3 separate regions of the Sus scrofa genome follow, and regions 2 and 3 are each linked to region 1. The links are chromatin contacts, called in public Hi-C and HiChIP or PLAC-seq maps. All regions are on one chromosome and are shown on one strand. Each heading gives the region's core, a stretch centred on a gene start, on an enhancer-like site or on the middle of the called end of the contact. The rest is flanking DNA. Distances are from core to core; before and after follow the strand shown.

What was found. A called contact is a pair of places that touch in the nucleus more often than the background predicts. HiChIP or PLAC-seq counts read pairs in DNA pulled down with a chosen protein or histone mark.
Region 2: an H3K27ac HiChIP or PLAC-seq map of alveolar macrophages shows a contact between it and region 1. The contact joins the promoter of CNNM3 here to the promoter of KANSL3 in region 1. A contact is called at or near these places in 2 of 5 promoter capture datasets (fetal liver and liver), 9 of 47 Hi-C or Micro-C datasets (alveolar macrophages, embryonic fibroblasts, heart right ventricle and 2 more) and 2 of 2 datasets of contacts at active chromatin or transcription factors (alveolar macrophages and skeletal muscle).
Region 3: a contact with region 1 is called in a Hi-C map of liver, with 3 times the contacts expected there. The contact joins the promoter of ANKRD39 here to the promoter of KANSL3 in region 1. A contact is called at or near these places in 1 of 5 promoter capture datasets (fetal liver), 2 of 47 Hi-C or Micro-C datasets (heart right ventricle and liver) and 1 of 2 datasets of contacts at active chromatin or transcription factors (skeletal muscle).

What each region holds. Positions count from the first base shown.
Region 1 is chr3:56,957,931-56,960,630 of Sscrofa11.1, forward strand. KANSL3 (KAT8 regulatory NSL complex subunit 3) reads left to right here and starts at 1,253. Exons shown (of 23, transcript XM_021087273.1): 1 at 1,253-1,595; 2 at 2,241-2,363; 3 at 2,366-2,504. The coding sequence starts at 2,291. It overlaps FER1L5 (fer-1-like protein 5), which reads right to left and starts at 1,650. Exons shown (of 55, transcript XM_021088398.1): 1 at 1,615-1,650; 2 at 1,098-1,370. The coding sequence starts at 1,650.
Region 2 is chr3:56,810,844-56,813,648 of Sscrofa11.1, forward strand. CNNM3 (metal transporter CNNM3) reads right to left here and starts at 1,273. Exons shown (of 7, transcript XM_021087264.1): 1 at 1-1,273. The coding sequence starts at 901.
Region 3 is chr3:56,760,955-56,763,706 of Sscrofa11.1, forward strand. It overlaps ANKRD39 (ankyrin repeat domain-containing protein 39), which reads left to right and starts at 1,412. Exons shown (of 4, transcript XM_003124915.4): 1 at 1,412-1,603. The coding sequence starts at 1,504.

The sequences.
Region 1 (2,700 bases), core at 3-2,502:
CACAGTCTCCAATTTTTTAAGAGATCTGTATATCTGGATTTTTGCATGAAATCTCCCAAATTTAAATATTTGCAGTAAATAATTAAATACATATTTGCGATGAAATAAAATTTTAAAAAAGTAGCGTGTAGGCCAAAGAAAGTGGTGTTGGGCTGTAATTGGTCCATTCACTCTCTCTCTGTAGGTCCTTAGCAACCTTTCCAATCTCTCTGCAGTGGCCTGGTCCTTTCAGCCCAAACTTAGGTGACTTCATCTTCATGATTCCACTCATATTCCCACTCTGGAAATCTTTTTCTATAAATTTCTGTTCTTATCATTCTCTCCGCCACCCAGTGAGTAAGTATTTGCACTTTCAGAGATGAAGAGGGTACACTGAGATCTCACTGGGGTCATAAAAGCAGGGAGTTAGGTGCAGGAGCTGAGATTCCAAACCTCCAGGTCTAAGCAGCACTGCTTAGGGCGATCTGGACACATCTACGCAAAGCCCTGGATAAATTTTTCTTTTATTCTATTGTTTAATATATTTTTTAGAGCAGTTTAAGGCACACAGCACTTCTTTTATTTTCGCACTTATTTTTATTGTGGTTGTTGCTTAAGTGATCTCTTCTTCTTCTTCTTTTTTTTTTTTTTTGGCCGCACCCATGGCACATAGAAGTTCCCCTGGCCAGGGATGGAACACACGCCACAGTAGTACCGGATCAGCTGCAGTGACAACGTCGGATCTTTAACCCGCTTCGCCGCAAGGGAATTCCTAACTTTTTTTTACATTTAAGTATAGTTGCTTTACAACATTGTGCTAGTTTCAGGCGCACAGTATTTGAAGTAAATACTGCACGCTTAGGTGGGACTGATCTGGGAGAAGCGGAAAGTAGGTTGCACGCCCTCCCAGCCCTGGCTAGGGACCTGGCAAAGCAACCGTGGCGGTCACTGAGAACGGACGCTGCAGAAGCCAGCCTCCTCTCTCGCCCTCGCTTTCCCTGCTGAAGATGCAGAAGGCCGAAACTCGGAATTCCGCGCTGTGAGCGGCAGAGACCCGCACGCGTTCCCGGGGCTCCTCTTCCCGCGCAGTTACATCCTCTCCCGGTTTTGCAGCTCACCGCCCCTCCCTTCCCAGGCCGTGATCCGCTTCCGCGTTTCGCTCTGTGCCCGGAGCTCCGGGGCGAGGAGGCGGTAACGCGCACGCGCGCTGGGATCCGGCCCGGGCCGAGCGCGCGGCGCGACGACTGCGGGTGAGGGGAGGCGCGGCCCTGGCAGGGGGTGGCGGGCCCCGGCGGTGGCGGCGCTGGTCTGGCGGGCGGGGGTCTCAGCGAGAACCTCCGGACTCTCCGGTCATGCGGGGACAGGGGGCTGGAGCCCGGGGCCCGGGCGGCCTGGGTCAGACGGCCGTGTGGGGCAGGGGGCGGACTGGGGTTGCCGTGACGCGGGAGCTGAGCTGGGCCCGGGCCGGCGGGAGGCGGGTTCCTGGCGGCTCCTCCTCGTCGCGAACTCTCGGTGACCTTGGCCAATTCACTCCGTCTCCTTGAGCTGGCGCCTTCGTCTGTAAAGTGTGAATTACAAGCCCTGCCTGCCAGCTGTGGCGGTTTTGAGGCTCAAGGGTGGGACCCCCCGGGGTACCTGGAGTAGCGGGCCGTTCCTGGGGGACCACCCCATCTACGGTGAGGGGGGGGGTCTTCCTGGCTTAGCATTTTGTTACAGGCTTTGAGAAGGAGCTCTCGTCTGTGTCTTAAAACTCCAGAGCGTTATGAAGTAGTTGCAAAACTTTTGCTTAACGTAGACAAGGGACCTCGAGGGCCTCCTTGGAGCCCACGTTGCCCAGCTGTTACCCAGGATGCTCTTATTTTGTGACTGGAGGCGGCCCAGTGAAGCTTCCGGGAATAGTGTGAAGCTGGAGACCCTTAGCTTTGGAAGAATCAATATTTTTGATTCCTCTTGTTTGCCCAAACCCATGCCAGCCACAGGGGAAACTGATGCTGGCCAAGCAAATTTAGTATTTGTCCATGTGAGACCTTGGAGTCCCTCAGCTTCCCAATGAACCGAATTTTGTAGAAATTGAAGAGGAAGATGGTGCCATAGCCTTTTGAGGACTCTTAGGAGCGCTCCCTACATGGGCAAGGGTCTGTGATTTGATGGATCCTCAGTTATACATGATAGAAGGTCAAAAAAGTAAGCACATTAGATAGTATAGGCTGCAAGAGATTCAGAGCATCTGAATTGACTAAAACTGAAACTTTTCACTGCAGGTGACTAGCATGCAGATAGCCATTCTCTGACCTGCTGCCCTTCTTCTGACATGGCCCACCGAGGTGGGGAGAGGGACTTCCAGACCTCAGCGCGGCGCATGGGCACCTCGTTGCTCTTCCAGCTTTCGTGCATGAGCGGGAGCTGGACCTAGTGTTTCTGGACCATAGCTATGCCAAGCCTTGGAGTGCCCACCCAGATGCCAGTAGTGCCCGCCCCACCCGCATGCTCTTTGTTACTCCCCGGAGGCAGCACGAAAGTACCATGTGAGTTTGGGCTTCTTTCTTAAGGGCTGCCATTGCCCTAATTGGACAGGGAACAGATGGTGGGGATTAAAGAGGATTTTATTGTGGGAGATTGTCTGAGGGGCTTGGATGTTAAATTCAGGCGTTGCTGTTAAGCAGCGAGCAGATAGGCCTGTATGTAGACATCTTGCATTCAGGACATCTAATGAGTTAGGAA
Region 2 (2,805 bases), core at 23-2,522, 150 kb before region 1:
CCGCCAAGCGGCTGAGGATAAGAGCGCGCGGCGCCAGCGCCAACGTCCAGCGCCCGCTCACGGCAGCCGGCACCACCTCGCCCACCAGGAACAAGAGCCCCGCGCTGCCCAGCACGGCGGGCACGGCGCGCTGGCCAGCCGCGCGGTACAGTAGCACCGCCAGCGCAGCCTGAGCCAGGCTAGCCAGCAGCAGCAGCGCCCCGAGGGCGCAGCCGGCCCAGCGTCTTGAGGGCTCCAGACGCCGCGCCGCCGCACGCTCCGCCTCCGAGCCGCTCTCGCGCAGCACCTGCACTTCGGCCGGCGCCAGCGCCAGGGCGCTCAGCTGCAGGCCCCGCGCCAGAGCCGCCAGCGCCAGCAACCCCGCCGCCCCCAGACCCACTGCCCAGGGCGGGGCCGCCTCCTCGGCCGCCTCGCCGCCCGGCTCTACACGCACGGCTAACAGCGCCGAGTGCGGGTGCGCGGACTCAGAGCGCAGACGCAGCAGCGCACGCCACTCGCCCGTGGGGGCCGCCGCGCCGCCCGGCTCCCCACGCACTGCCAGCCGCGCGGAGTGCGGATGCGCGGCCTCCGCGCGCAGGCGCAGCAGCGCACGCCACTCGCCCGTGGGGGCCGCTGCCTCGTCTGGAGCTGCGACCGGCCCGCCCTCTGGGCAGCCCGCCCCCTCGGGGGCCACCCAGGACCAGGAGCTGTTGGCTAAGCCCGACCCGAAGAGGCGCAAGCGGAAGGTGGCCTCCGGAGCAGTCCGCACCTCCTCTCCTCGCGCCCACCCCGTGCCTGCCGCTCCGTCCTCTTCCAGACAGACGCCCAGCACTCGAGGACCCGGAGCCGCCTCCGCGGCGGCGTTGCCCAGGCAGAACGCGGCGAGCAACCAGCCTAGCCGACCCGCCGTTGCCGCCGCCATCGCCTGCTGCCCCCTCTCGGCCTCCCGCGCAGCCTACCCCTCCGCCTCCCCCGGGCCAATTATCGCCGGCCCTGGCGCTTCCTCCACCAATAGGCGGCAGGCGGGGGCGGGCCCCAGGGTCGGACTAGGCTGCGCCGGGGAGTAAACAAGCGGCGGCGCGATCCTGGGGCGGGCCGGGGGCGTGGGGCTCTAGGCCCCGCGGGGCTACACCGCGGCTCCCTGGGCTGGGGCTGGCCGGCTCCGGGAGGACGCGGAGCGGAGAGCTGGCCCCCATCAGCGGACGTCTGGTTTCCCCCGGCCATCCCCGCGCACCCGGAGGCCGGTCCGGGCTCTGGGAAGTGCCTGGCTCAGGATTCGGGCCTCAGAGCGGAGTGGCGCTCCTGAAATTGCAGGCAGAGACTTCAGCGAATGGGAGATGGGCAGTTTTCTCAGAAAGCGCCCCGTGAACCACAGACCTAAAGGGCAAGGAGGGCTTAAAGAACTGGTGACTAGGCTTCGGAAGCTAAGGTTTATTGAAGACGTGTGATTGCTCCCGACTCTGCTATTGGTCTGGGTTGTGACACACAACCCCTGTTTTAAAAGGAACTTGCATTCTTGCCAGGAAGAACGACAGTAAATAGATAAACACACGAAATCACTACCTCTTTGGATCCTTGCAGCTACTTCGTGTTATTAATATATTGCACGGGAGAAAAGTAGGACTCGACTTGGCACAGATATCGGGCTCCAATGCGACCAGCCTAGTACCCTGTTCACCATCCTAGCCGCTTTAGGAGATGGCAGCTCTGTCAGGAATTACTGTACCTGGTCGTCCCACTTCTAGCAGATCATTCTTGGGAAAATAATTCCTAAAGACAAACAAGTGTTCCTCAGCCCATTATAATGTCATCTTGACCTGGTTGGAAGGAAACATACAGACTGCTAACAAGACTTCTCTATAGGTGTGGAGAAAAAAGGGCTTTTTAAGAGATTTTCTTTACATTTGTATTATCAAATTTCCTAACACAGTAGACTGTGATAAGACCATCCATATACATGTCATTTTAAATAGTCTTTACGAGGATTCTATAGAAACACATTGCTATGTTCTGAAAATAATATAAGTAAGTGAGGCACTGTGGCTGCAATTAAGTAAAATAACGTTGGTGTGGAAGGTAATATGCAAAATTGAGTAAACCAACAGAAATACTGTGTGAGAATTTTCAGAATAAGCCGCCAGAAGAAGCAATAATACTACTGAGCTTTTCCACTGGACTGGCACACTTCTTTTGGAAAAAGGAAATAAACTCAACCCCTTTGGTTCACACTTCTGTCCCCCAGTCCAGAGAAAATGCTGACACAGTGAGAATGGATGACAGGCTTGAAGTGAGTCATGTGCCTGAAAAGTTAACTCACAAAGAACACTTCCAGAGGCAAGATGGGGAAAATGCCTAGTGCATCTAGACAGGGCTCTGACCTTTGACAAGTAACTTTTCCCTTAGTCTCTGGCTCCCTTAGAAAACAACCTATAACTTATTCTGGGGGGAAGAAGACCTTTCGGTAGAAGAAAACTTTTGAAAACTTGGATCACACTTGGAAAACACAAAGGGCGATTTAAACTGTGAGACACAAAGACAAAGGATCCAGTAGAGGGCAAGCCAAGCTGCTCAGGGAGAGATTTCCTGTGAATAGAGGCCCCAGCACACACCTTCACCAGCTTCCTTCTTCCCTGGCTCTGCACCATTCTTTGGTCCATCGTCACAGCATCAATGGAGACTCTTGTCACCGGATGTTCAGGTCCCTCACTGACACTCCCTGGATTTTCCTTTCTGGTCATTTGGTCCAAGACATTTCCATGTTTTATCTGTATTTATTCTTGAGTTTTAAAGCTGTGACTGTGGCCACTGGCTCATTCCTGCTTCTCT
Region 3 (2,752 bases), core at 162-2,661, 200 kb before region 1:
TCAGTGGTCCCTTCCTGCTGGTGCCCCTCTCTGGAGCAGGGAGAGCCCAGGCTCCAGTGTTTTCCCACAGTGGTGGCTCAGACTGGGCACCAGACCAGGGCCACAGCCTCTGGGGAGCCAGCCTTGGCTTCTGGCCATAGGGAGAAGTCAGGGCAGGAGGGGAGGAGGGGCCTGGCCTCCCAGAACTCTGGGAGGGGGAAGTGGGAGTGAGGGTGGGAGGAGGGGAACTTTCTAGAAGCAGTTTAAGGTTGTGTGGACTAGCTTGTGCGAGGGTGAGGCTCCCAGCCAGCTTGGGGCAGGAGAGATTACTTCGAGCCCTACACTTGGGGAATGCTAGTTTGTTTTTTTTTTAACGTATTTTGTATTTTTTAAAAGATTTTTATTTTTTCTATTATAGTTGATCTACAATGTTCTGTCAATTTCTACTGTACAGCAAAGTTATCCAGTCTCTCCCTCCTCACCACACACATTCTTTTTCTCACATTATCCTCCATCATGTTTCATCACAAGTGATTGGATATAGTCCCCTGTACTATACAGCAGGATCTCATTGCTTATCCACTGGGAATGCCAATCTTGAATGTAAGTACCTGAAAGAGGAAATTTTCCCCTCTGCCACCCCTGCACACCAAGCCCCTGTCCTATGGGGGCGGAGCATGCAGGGCCCAGCCTAGGTTCTGTGCCCCCCGAAAAGAGGCAATCAAAGTGCAGAGTTCTCTGTACCCTTGACTGCTCTGGGGGACTGCTGTGGCCGGAACAGGCTGCCGCCATCGTGCTGTAGGAGAGGGCTGGCATCTTATTTGCTTGCGTATGCAACGCTTTCTTGCACGGTGGGTAATCCGCAGCTCAGAGAATGCTTTGATACAAGCAGGATGATTCAGTAACCTAGGTTCCCACTGTGGGGTTGAGGGGTTCCAGGCCCTGTCCCTGCCCTCAGGCCTATGGGGCACATGCTTCCACCGACAAGGTAAGTTGTGACCACCTGCCTCCTATCGGGTTTCAGGAAATTGGCAGGAGGGGCCCGAGGAGGGTGTTGCGCAGCCTTTCAAGTGGCCGTCTTCCTGGGCCCCGAGTAGTGAAGGAAAGAGGAGGTAAGACCTTGGGGCGCTCTTGGCGACCCCTGCCCTGGGAAGCCCGTTGGGGCTAGGAGAACCTAGAGGTCGCCACATAAATGCTCCCTGTCGGCTCTGCTGCCCTCCCCAGGAGTCAGGTCCCAGGTCCCAGCGGGCTCGCCTCGGCCGCAGCTTAGCCTGGGACGCCCTCGCGTGGCTGCTTAGGGCCTGCGCGGCCCAGCTCCCCGGGTCCCGCCCCGCTGTCGCGATTGGCTCCCGGGCTCAGCCCCAGCTTCTTGATTGGTCTGCCCTGCGGGTCCTGTCGGCGCCGAGTGGTCAGACCCGACGGGTGGGCAGCGCTGCGTCCGCCTCGCCCGCCGAGGCCGCGCCTGCGCCTGTGCGGGTGGCTGTGCCCTCACCCGCCAGCGGGTGGGCGGGGGCCGAGGCCGGCATGGCGGCGCCGCGTTCCTGCGCGGAGGGCCCCTGCTGCTCCCACCCCAGCGCAGCGCCCAGCGTGCAGCAGACGCTGGACGAGATGGACTTCGAAAGGGGTGAGGAGGGCGCACGACCCTACTGGCCCGGGGCCTTCCGGCCTCACCAGGCCCGCGGGGCAAAGGAGGTGGCCGCGAACTCGGGCCACGGGTGAAAGGCAACTGGGGGACTGGTCGGAGTCTGGGCGGGCCGTGGGATCCCCGCTTCCGCGTAGTGAGAGCCCGCCAGTCACCTGGAGCGAGTTTAGCATTAGAAACACCGGCTCGCTTACAGGTCTATAAACAGGCATTGGCTTCAGTAACTTTCCCCCGTGGACAGCGGGGCCCGGATCCTCAACTGGTGTGACCCTGGGAGACCCAGGCCTGCTTCTGGGCCTGAGATGGGCCAGGCAGCAGAGTCTGCAACTGGGTTATTGCACCCTCCCCGAGGGGATGGAGCTTCAGACTAGGGGGGCTGCCTCTTGCAAAATATGTGTTGGGGACCGAAGGCATCAGAGATGGCCTTGAGGCAGGTGATGTCATTCCTCCCTGTGGGCCCTGCAGGGTAAGTCTTTTGCCCCAGACTATATGGAAATTTTGTCACCAGTAAGGAATAGTGTGAGGTTCTTGGGAACCAGTGTATCATCTCGGATCAGAGGCAGCCTATGCAGTAATAACCCTGTAGTCATTTGTTAGGTGGATGCTACTGTTTTACAGACATTCCCATCTCTTACTGTTAAGTGGCTGTTGCACCTGCCTTGTTCCCTCCATCTCTTTATTTGGAGAGGGGTGGTTTAGAACAACAGTAACTTAAAATTTTTTTCTATTATATTTATGGTTGTACAACCATCATCACAACCTAATTTCACTACATTTCCATCCCAAACCCCCAGTCCACCCCTTCCTGGCTCCCTCTGGTAGCAATAAGTTTTTCAAAGTCTGTGAGTCTGTTTCTGTTGCAATTAAGTTCATTTGTTTCCTTTTTCTTAGACTTCACATATAAGTGATAGCATATGATGTTTGTCTTTTGCCCTCTAACTTCATTTAGTATGGTAATTTCTAGATCCATCCATGTTGCTGCAGATAACATTATTTCATTCTTTTTTTTTTTTTTCTTTTTTGGCCCTTTCTAGGGCCGCTCTTGCAGCATATGGAGGTTCCCAGGCTAGGGGTCCAATCAGAGCTGTAGCCGCCGGCCTACACCAGAGCCACAGCAACGCCAGATCCGAG